2 separate regions of the Mus musculus genome follow, and region 2 is linked to region 1. The links are chromatin contacts, called in public promoter capture Hi-C maps. All regions are on one chromosome and are shown on one strand. Each heading gives the region's core, a stretch centred on a gene start, on an enhancer-like site or on the middle of the called end of the contact. The rest is flanking DNA. Distances are from core to core; before and after follow the strand shown. Region 1 has its middle 14 kb from the start of Gm39850. Region 2 overlaps Ola1 (Obg-like ATPase 1).

Region 1 (5,014 bases), core at 626-3,125:
TCTGTCTTAAAGACTTTCCCAATGGTAGCAAGCAGTGGTGGTGCACGCCTTTAATCCCAGCACTTGGGAGGCAGAGGCAGGGGGATCTCTAAGCTCGAGGTCAGCCTGGTCTACAGAGTGAGTTCCAGGACAGCCAGGGATACACAGAGAAACCCTGTCTCGAAAAACCAAAAAGAGAGAGAGAGAGAGAGAGAGAGAGAGAGAGAGAGAGAGAGAGAGAGAGAGAGAGGGAGAGAGAGAGAGAGAGAGAGGAGAAAGGTGCCAGGTTTCTCTGGGAGTCTCTGGCAACCAGGAAAGCAGCTCCTAAATCAATATCACTAATGTAAAGTTACGTATAATGACTAGAGTCAGAAATTTCCTACACAAATCTGAAAAAGACCAAATGAGAAGACAGACTTAAAACAAAACAGAACCTAAAACCAGCACCTGGCACCTCTTGCCTATCTAGCCCGCATGGAGCCAACTCCAAAGCTCTTGTACTGCTGCCAGGCCACACCCACCTCTGAGGCTGGGCCGTCTTCCTGTTTGCTCTCTCTCCTACAGGCAGGTTCAGGCTTCTCTTTCTCTTTCAGAACAGAGCTCCCATAATCCGATGGGCGGACTCTTTCACGAAGCTCCTATATTAATAGCTGTATTTTAGTCCCTCCCAACCTCTGTCCCAGCTTGGTCTGTGCTTTATGAGACATTTCCCTGAGGTGTGTCCATGCTGCGAGACGTACACATCTGCACCAGGACACAACATGCTTGGTGCTCTGTGTCCCTCACAAAAGGCATGATGGTTTATATACCTACGTTCACAACCAAGTAAAAAGAAAAGAGAGGAAAACAGTGGGTGATAGTACCTGCCTAGTATTTCCTAACCAGGTAAATTAATAGAGCAGACCACCATCCGTTATAAGGAGTGTATTTTAAGTGCAGCGTGGGCAAGGAAATGTGGTTAGTTGTTTTCATAGAAAGTAGAAAGGCCTAGCAAGTCTAAATGATTTATAATTAATCAGTTCTCTCATCTGATAATGAGGTAAATGTGTTATATTGGAAACTGAGGTAGAAAGAAGACGGACAAGACAGACTTCCTCCTCCCCTCAGAGGCTATAATTAGGAGAGATATGATATGCATATTCCTAGCGAAAGCATTAGGGAAAGGTGAGGTGTCCCAAGGATTGCAGTGATTTCAGGAAGGAGACACTGGGTTTTGGCTGGGGAGGAGGCAGAAGCTTTGGAATCAGGCTTGGAGTGTGTGGTGGGGGTGGGGAATCCATATTTCTCATGTAACTGTTGTCTTGGCAGGTTAAGGTAAAAATCATATTCACGGGAAGGGCAGCATTATTATCTGGCTAATTCCTGCCATAGAAACATTTACATGATCTTACAAAAATCTATTCACTAATGTTTTTTTTTGGCAGCCACCAGGGCAGTCATTGTTAATTGTCACACTCTCCTTATAACCTGAGGAAACTCACAGAAAAGGAGACACACACCCTCAGTAAGCTGTGTGTTGTTCCAGGGATTCATAGATCCCTGGGCCTGTTCTTGAACTGCCCAGGGTCTGTGGTCATTATTAAGAAGCCCTGACAGCAGGCAGCCCCTAAAGTATGAAAGCGTTCACCGAGCAGGCTCAACCCTAGAGTCTTGGAGCTTATTTGCTCTGAACGTTTAACACGCCTGTGAGGTCTAATGTGTACAGCTAGTCCAAGGGCTGAGTCTGACGCTGAAGTGGTGTCATTGGCTCCTGTGCACCTCTGGGTGGACAGGGACCAGGAGACAGAGAGTGAGAGAACATGAGAGTGAGGGCTTTCGAAAAGGAGGGACATACTTGTGCAGGAAGCCATTGTTTTTCAAAGTTTCCCTGGTGACTCTGAAAACTGAGTCCCCACACCCACTGCCTCAGGATGTTATTTTCTGTGAGCCTCCTCCATCCCTCCTGCAGAGAGACTTCTGGCAAGTCCCTCAGACATGCCCAGACGCATTCTGTATGCTGGCCTGGAGCCCAGCTTCAGCCTGGGCTGCAATCCTCCTGTTCCCCTTGCATGCTGCATTAATATTGAAAGTGGATGGCAACTTGAGGTCCCCGGCAAGGGAATGAAGGCAGCTGACATGCTCAAGGAAATATGTCTGTAATGCAGTTTTACCGAGCCAGATCTGGGCCGGGGCCTTCTGCAGTCGGTCAGGGGTGCAACCTGGGGTTCCTGGAGGAATGTTAGAGTGTTTCTAATTTGTTGCTTTAGAATTAGACCCACTTCTAGGACAATGTACTAAGTGACACAAGTCAGGCATAGAAAGAGAACTACTGTGTGATCTCACATGTAAGTGAGGATGCTGGTCAAATAGAAAGGGAAGAATGCTGGTTATTAGGGGCTGAGGCAGGAAGAGGAGGGGAGACACTGGCTAAAGTGTACAAAGTCTCGATTAGATTGATTAGATGGGTTAAGTTAAGGCTCACTGTACAGTACGGTGACTTATTAATAACAAGGACTGCTTACTTGAAGATTGCCAAGACAGTAGATTTCAACATTTTTTTTTAAGACAGGGTTTCTCTGTGTAGCCCTGGCTATCCTAGAACTCACTCTGTAGACCAGGCTGGCCTTGAACTCAGAAATCCACCTGCCTCTGCCTCCCGAGTGCTGGGATTAAAGGCGTGCACCACCACTGCCAGGCTCAACATTTTTTTTTTTTCCGAGACAGGGTTTCTCTGTATAGCTCTGGCTGTCCTGGAACTCACTTTGTAGACCAGGCTGGCCTCGAACTCAGAAATCCGCCTGCCTCTGCCTCCCGAGTGCTGGGATTAAAGGCGTGTGCCACCACGCCCAGCTTCAACATTTTTTATTACATTAGAAAAAACTAATCTGGGGCCTGGTGAGATGGCTCAGCCGGTAAGAGCACTGACTGCTCTTCAGGAGGTCCTGAATTCAAATCCCAGCAACCACATTGTGGCTCATGACCATCCGTAGTGACATATGACACCCTCTTCTAAAGACAGCTACAATGTACTTACATATAATAAACAAATTCTTTTTAAAAAAAGAAAAAAGAAAAAACTAATCTATGTGTGTGTGTGTCCTTCACTTCTTCCACCATGCTGGGGTTCGGGGGGGAGGAGGGCTTAGCTCATTAGTCTTAGCAACAAGTACCTTTCTCCACTGAACCATCTTGCCAGTTCTATGTCTTAATATTTTAAGTGTTCTTAGTTACTTAAAAAAGGATAAATATATAAGGTAATACATATGTTAGTTTATTTACTCATTATCATACCATGATATATACATATTTCAAAACATGATGGTATACACCATTAGTATATACATTTTGATCAGTTTGTGTTTCTTCTTTTTTTTTTTTTTAGGTATTTTCCTCGTTTACATGCCACATTTTTTTTTTTTTTTTTTTTTTTTTTTTTGTGACAGGATCTCTCAATGAATCTGGAGCTTGCTGTTTTGGTTAAACTGGCTGGCTAGAACATTCTGGAATCCAGTTCTTCTGTCATGCTGGGGTTGCACGTATACTACCCCACTAGCTTTTGTGTGAACTCAGGCCTTCATGCTTACACATCAAGCACTTAGCTATCCCTCCAGGCCCCCAAGTTTTGATCAAATTATTTTTTAAAAAACAAATTATGTTTACTATCTCTGTTGTTGTTGTTGTTTTCTGGGAGGTGGTCATGTTAACACAAGCTAGTGTTATCTTTGAGAAAGGGAACTTCAATTGAGAAAATGCCTCCATAGGATTGGTCTGTAGGCAAGTGTAGCTGTTCCTGGTTGTCAGCTTGACTATATCCGGAATGAATGAAATTCCAGAACTGGAAGGCTCCCCTGTTTGTTTGGTTTTGGTTTTTTTGTTTTGTTTTGTTTTTGTTTTTGTTTTTGTTTTTTTTGAGACAGGGTTTCTCTGTGTAGCCCTGGCTGTCCTGGAACTCACTGTGTAGACCAGGCTGGCCTCGAACTCAGAAATCCGCCTGCCTCTGCCTCCTGAGTGCTGGGATTAAAGGCGTGCGCCACCACGCCCGGCATGGAAGGCTCCCCTGTGATCCTGATCTTGAGGCTGGGAGATACAAGTTTCTGACCTGGATATTGACATGGACATCTTGAGGCATAATGGCTATGAATCTGAGGAGACTAAGCCAAGAAAATCTCTGAGTTCAAGGTCAGCCTGGGACAAAGCAAGGCCTAGATCCAGGCATGGTGGCACACACCTTTAATCTGGGCCACACCTTCCGATGGAGACCTACATAAGGACATTGGGAGAAAGAAGACTCTCTTTGCCTGCTTGCCTTGTGGGACTGAGCAACGGCTAAATCCTTGGGCTTCCATTCACAGCTGCTGCTGACCATTGTTGGGAGTTGGACTACAGACTGTAAGTCATCAACAAATTCTCTTACTATGTAGAGAGTACCATAAGTTCTGTGACTCTAGAGAACCCTGACTGATACAGCAAGTCTGTGGGGACATTTCTTGATTGACATGGAAGGTTCCAGCTCACTGTGGGCAGTGCTGTAGCAGAATTTCCCACCAATTAATCTAAATATTAATATAAGAAGCCTGTGATTGGACAGTGGAAAAGGAAGGTGGGCTGAGAATTTTAAAGAGGAGAAGAGACAGAAGAAGGAGAGGAGAGACAGAAGGGAAGGAGAGAAAGAGATAAGATGGAACCTATAGGAGAGAAAGAGGAGCCAGAACCATAGTCTTGGGAGCCATAAGTATTGGGGATTTCTTAGATGATTAAATATTAAGTGGGGTGCATTTGCCCCATCTAGCTGTGATTCTTGTGTTTATTTCAGTTGAGTTTTGAGTTCATTGTGCAGGCGTTTTGTGGGTTGAGAATTTACTAATATAAATCTGACTGATAAATTACAAGCCTCTAGAATTTTGATTTTACTGGGTTACTGGAATTTGTGACTGCTAACCACAGGGGGTAGATGACTGAGAGTGTGAGCAGAACCCGCAGCAAGAGAACCGCAAGATGGGCGGTCGCTGCTTGGGGCTAGCCACGGCAGCAGCGAGGTGTCTGGGGCCAGAGAGTA
Region 2 (5,120 bases), core at 2,571-5,070, 150 kb before region 1:
GAAAAGGCTAGGCATGTCACTGGTATATACATACATGTACATATGCATACATACACACACACATACATACATGTACATATACATACACACACACACACACACACCAGTGGTAGAACACTTGTCTAGGATGTATAGGCATCAAAAACAGCAGCTCCATCCAGAGCTGGGCTTGGTGGTATATGCCTGTAGTTCAAGGCCATGTAGGAGCACATAGTGAGACCCTGTCTCCAAAACAGGAGGAAAAATTAAAAATAAAAACCAGAGGCATGGTAGCTCACACCTGTGCTTCCAGTGCACGGGCAATAGGGGCAGGGTAATCACAAGCTTAGGCTCGTCTATTCTACAGCATGGGAACTTATTAAACATAAACAAACAATAAATGATAGCTGAGAGTTAGATTGTGGCTGGGAAAATAACCTGGCTTGTAAAATGCCTACTGGCAACTTGAGGACTTGAGTTTGGATCCCCAGCACCAATATGACAGCTGTGTTTGGTGATGGAGAACAATCAAGGAACATACCCATCATTGATCTCTGACCTCCACGCATAGATGTTCACACACACACACACACACACACACACACACACACACACTATACATACACACATACATACATACATACACACACACACACAATATCTATCAATCTGTCTGTCTGTCTATCTATTCACCTTTTCTTTTCCAATAACCTGCCAAACACAGAAAAGACTATTAAGAAGACATTCCTGTGCATATGATCTCCATGGCCCTCAGCAGTACCTAGCTTCTCTGTTCTGCTCTGTTGTAGCTGTTTCCCTATGCTCCCCAAAGCTGTTACTGTGCTTATTACTGTGTAATTCTATGCATTCTTTACCTCTACCAGATGACCTTGCCCCCAACTCCAAAGACCAAAAATCTGCAGACAGAAATAATTTTATTTTCCACTAACCAAACCTGATTTACTCTTCTTATCTGCCATACACTTTTTTTTTCTGTTGCTTTTAAACCATTTTTTAGACAGTTCAACTATATACTAGAATATTGGCACTTTAAAAGTATACATTTCAATGGACTTTTAGTATATTTGTAAAATTATGTTTTGTCCAGCAATACCCCTTCCTTCCCTCTGTCTGTCCCTGCCTCCCCCCATCTGTCCCTCCCTCCCTCCTTCCCTGTATAGATTGCTTACATTGTATCTAAAATTACTGGGAGCAGAAGTGTTTCTGATGTGGATTGTTTTTTCATATTCTTCATTATTTGCACATGCCTTTTGTTATATTTTGAGCATAGGATCCAAATTCTAAACACAGACCCATTTATGTTTCCTATACAGTGTATATGCGTATATGCTTGTGGTGTAATGACAGTCTAATGCAGTCCTTCATTAGAATTCCTTCATTCTGACTGCCACTAGTCCCATGAGATCACATGTGGGGTTTCTCACTTGTGGACTTATGTCATTCTTCAGAAAGATGGAGGTTGTGGAGGTCTCCAGGTTTTTGAAATTGGGAATTTTCAATGATTTTGTTTGTTTTATGCCTCCCATCCCCCAACTTCCCACACCCTTACCCCCGTCCCCGTACACAGGGTTTCTCTGTGTAGCCCTGGCTGTCTTGGAATGTTCTCTGTAGACCAGGCTGGCCTGGAATTCAGAGATTTTCCTGCCTCTGTCTGGGATTAAAGGTGTGTGCCACTATGCCTAGCACAGAATTCTCAGTTTTATATAATACTTGTCTCTATCAAACTAGATTTTTTTCAGCAGTTTTCAGATTTTTCATTGTCAAATAAAAAGTTTGGTGCTACAACTTTCTAAATACTCCGTTCAATTACATGTATATTTTAACTTTTTACTCATTGTCACTGTGTTTGTGAGGATGTTCATGCTACAGGGTTGCATGTGAAGGTCAGGAGACCCCTTTGTGAAGTCAGTTCTCTCATCCACCTCTAAGTGCATCTGGAGGTGGGATTCAGCTCTCAAGGCTTCAAACCATCTTGATGACACAATTGCCTTTTCTTTACGATCATTAAATACTTCTGAGAAAGTTAGTCCTATTTACAGTCTTTAATGGTAGTAATTTCTTTAACATTTACAAATGCTTCTGCACCCTACTTCACAGCAACTTTATATCCATGTTCTTCCTCGCCTGGCATGAAACTGGAGGGCTTTGTTTTTGTTTTTGTTTAGTTTTTTGTTTTTAATATATATGTCTCTTCTATTTGTTGCCTTCTTTTCCGTAACCCTGACTAAAAGCCGTGAGCAGAAACTACTGCCACAGCCTGCATGGCTGCACTACTGCCACAGCCTGCATGGTTGCACTATTGCTACAGTCTTCATGGTTGCACTACTGCCACAACCTGCACGGTTGCTTACTGTCTATGACTTGAATTCAGCCGAACTCAAGTTTTTAAGAGCTAGGAGGAAGATATTAAGAGACCTGACCTTTAACCAGTAAAGTCTAGTTTCCGATAGACTTTGGTTTCTTTGTCCAGTCTGATTAGCATAATCATTGTGGTCCACATTTATCAGCCTGACTCCCACCAGAATGGCCCATTAAGGTCTACGGTAGGATTATGTACCTCACAGATGATGAGTGACTGTGAGGATGACGATGGTGATGACTTTTGTGTTTTTGAGTTAGGGATTCTATTTGCCTTTGCTGTTCTGTAACTTGCTCTGTAGACTGGGCTGCTCTCAAACTCAAAAAGGTCCATCAGCCTCTGCCTCCCTAGTGCAGGGAATAAAGGCACGCACCATGCCTGACTAAACACAACCCTCATAACTGAACATAGAGAATTGTGGAAAACGTGGCAACATTAAAAAGGTTTCTAAGTGTGTGGCAGCCAAAAATTTATTCATGATTAAACATGTAACGAATACAAGGTGTTTCTGACAGCATTCGCCTGTTTGATTTTAGATTGTTCAGCTTGCTGGCTGAAAGGGTTTTTTGTAGTTTTTTGTTTGTTTTTGTTTTTTATCAAATGAAGAGTTTGGGCTTGGAATTAAGACAGAATTTTTAACAGTTTTTGAAATGGCCCAGCCAGGTGGTGGTGGCACACACCTTTAATCCCAGCATTTGGGAGGCAGAGGCAGGCGGATTTCAGAGTTTGAGGCCAGCCTGATTTACAGAGTGAGTTCCAGAACAGCCAGGGCTACACAGAGAAACCCTGTCTCGGGGGAAAAAAAAAAAAAAAAGAAAGAAAGAAATGGCCCTAAAGTGACTTCTGCCATCTTGTACTTGTATTTTTGTGAAGGGTCTTCTCAGCATTGGCAGTCAACTCTGAAACACTGAAGGTGCTGTACATGCGGCAGTATCAAAGATTCAGCCGGCATTTAATTCTTTATGTAAACCCCCATCTCATAGTATGCAAGTTGCTCCAGTTTCTAATAAATGGTAATATATGCATTCAAAAATGGTTTTAAAATAAAATCTGTATAATTTATTATCAGTAAATACTTGGTTCATTTGCATATTTCATATACCTCTATACACAGGGCCATTAAAATTTGCTCAGGTATAACGAGGTTATTAATGGGAGAAGTCTTAGGAACCCTGCTTTAGCCTGCAGCTCTGAACTCTTCCTCATTTCTTCTGTAAACTGGTTCCAAATACTTACAGATCACATGATGAGGCAATTTTGTGTACTGATTACTTTTGTTAAAGCTTTAGCCAAAACCCTGAGAAGAAACAACTTTAAGAATTTATTTTAGTTCTGTGGTAATGGGGGCAGTGTGGCAGTAGGACCAGCTCCAGGCCACACTGGCAGGAGTGGCAGCTACTTACTTACAGCTTTGTGCAGCAGGAAGGAAACAGAGGACAGGAAGCACATCTGGGCTATAAAACTGTAAGACCTTCTCCTGATGACCCACTTCCCCCCGGGAGGCTCCACCTTCTGATAGTTCACAGTCTCAGATAGCAACACTGGTGGGCTAGGAACCAGGTGTTTAAAGACGAGAACCTGTGGGAGATGTTTCACATTTAAATCATAACAGCTTTCCCTATGTGGTAGAATCCCTAACCATGACTAGAATTAATTGTCTAAATATAGGTAAATTCTAAGTTTGTATCCCTAGCCTTGATCTAGCCTTTGAGCTCCAAATGAGTATATTTAATTCCTGGCTGATTCCCCTTGGATTTTCAGACATATCATGGTAGTGTATCCAAATCCAAGTGCAAGAGCACTGCCTCAACCCAACCTTCTCCATTATTTCCTAGTGAATGTGCCAGCTCAAATCCAGGGTCCTGTGTACACTAACCAGTCATTACCTCTGAGCTCCATCCCTGCTTCTCCTGGTAATCCTTAATCCTTTTCCTTCCATCATAAACACTACACCTAGGATTTGTTTCCATACTTAAGCATTAGATTGTTAGATCTATGATTAGTATGCCCATAAAACTACAAGCTAATATAAAATTCAGACAGGTTTATCCTTTATAATACAGAGAATATATTTTTCATATTTTTATTACTTTTATGTTTTTACAGTCCAGGTGTTGGCCCCTCTTGGTCCCCTCTCCCACAGTTCCTCATCCCATTCCTCCTCCCCTCCAGCCCCCATCTCCAAGAGGATGTCCCCCCAACCCCACCAGGTCTCCCGACTCCCTGGGGCCTCAAGTCTCTCAAGGGTTAGGTGCATCTTCTACTGAGGCCAGACCAGGCAGTCCTTGGCTATATATGTGGCAGGAGCCTCAGACCAGCTTTTGTATGCTGCCTGGTTGGTGCCTTAGTGTCTGAGAGATCTAGGGGTTCTGAGTTAGTAATGTTAGATGGTTACATAAGCAGTCCAGGTTCATGTTCCAAAATCTGCATTTCTTTATAATGTATGAGATCTTGAGTAGGAGAGATGGCTCAGTGGTGAAGAGCACTACTGCTCTTACAGAGGACTGAGTTCAGATCTTAGCACCCACTGTGGTGACTCATAACTATCTGTAACTCTAGTTCCAAAGGGTCTGACGTCCTCTTCTGACCTCCATGGGCACCACACACACATATCACACAGACATACATGCAGGCAAAGTACTCATAAGTAAGAACATCTCAGGGGCTAGAGAGATGGCTCAGTGGTTATTTGCTGCTCTCCCAGACTACTTGAATGCAGCCCCAGCTCAATCATCAGGAGGCTCACAACTGCTGGGTCCCG

Evidence for each region. Promoter capture Hi-C pulls out the DNA fragments that hold promoters and counts their contacts.
Region 2: a contact with region 1 is called in a promoter capture Hi-C map of the HPC-7 cell line, with 1.9 times the contacts expected there. The contact joins two enhancer-like sites. A contact is called at or near these places in 8 of 39 promoter capture datasets (the C10 cell line, the HPC-7 cell line, cranial neural crest and 4 more), 2 of 484 Hi-C or Micro-C datasets (the HPC-7 cell line and nephron progenitors), 6 of 115 datasets of contacts at active chromatin or transcription factors (CD8 T cells, the HPC-7 cell line, bone marrow-derived macrophages and 3 more) and 1 of 9 other capture datasets (adipose tissue).

The regions. Positions count from the first base shown.
Region 1 is chr2:72,992,707-72,997,720 of GRCm38.p6, reverse strand. No RefSeq gene overlaps it. Among named protein-coding and RNA genes, the nearest start is that of Gm39850, 14 kb to the left of the region's middle. Within about 2 kb of position 1,875, at least 221 of the 459 cell types and tissues checked have an H3K27ac peak or open chromatin away from gene starts, as enhancers often do. A contact at or near this core is called in the HPC-7 cell line and bone marrow-derived macrophages, where this site is marked.
Region 2 is chr2:73,144,996-73,150,115 of GRCm38.p6, reverse strand. All of the region lies in intron 5 of Ola1 (Obg-like ATPase 1), which reads left to right. Among named protein-coding and RNA genes, the nearest start is that of Ola1, 67 kb to the left of the region's middle. Within about 2 kb of position 3,820, at least 20 of the 459 cell types and tissues checked have an H3K27ac peak or open chromatin away from gene starts, as enhancers often do. A contact at or near this core is called in the HPC-7 cell line and bone marrow-derived macrophages, where this site is marked.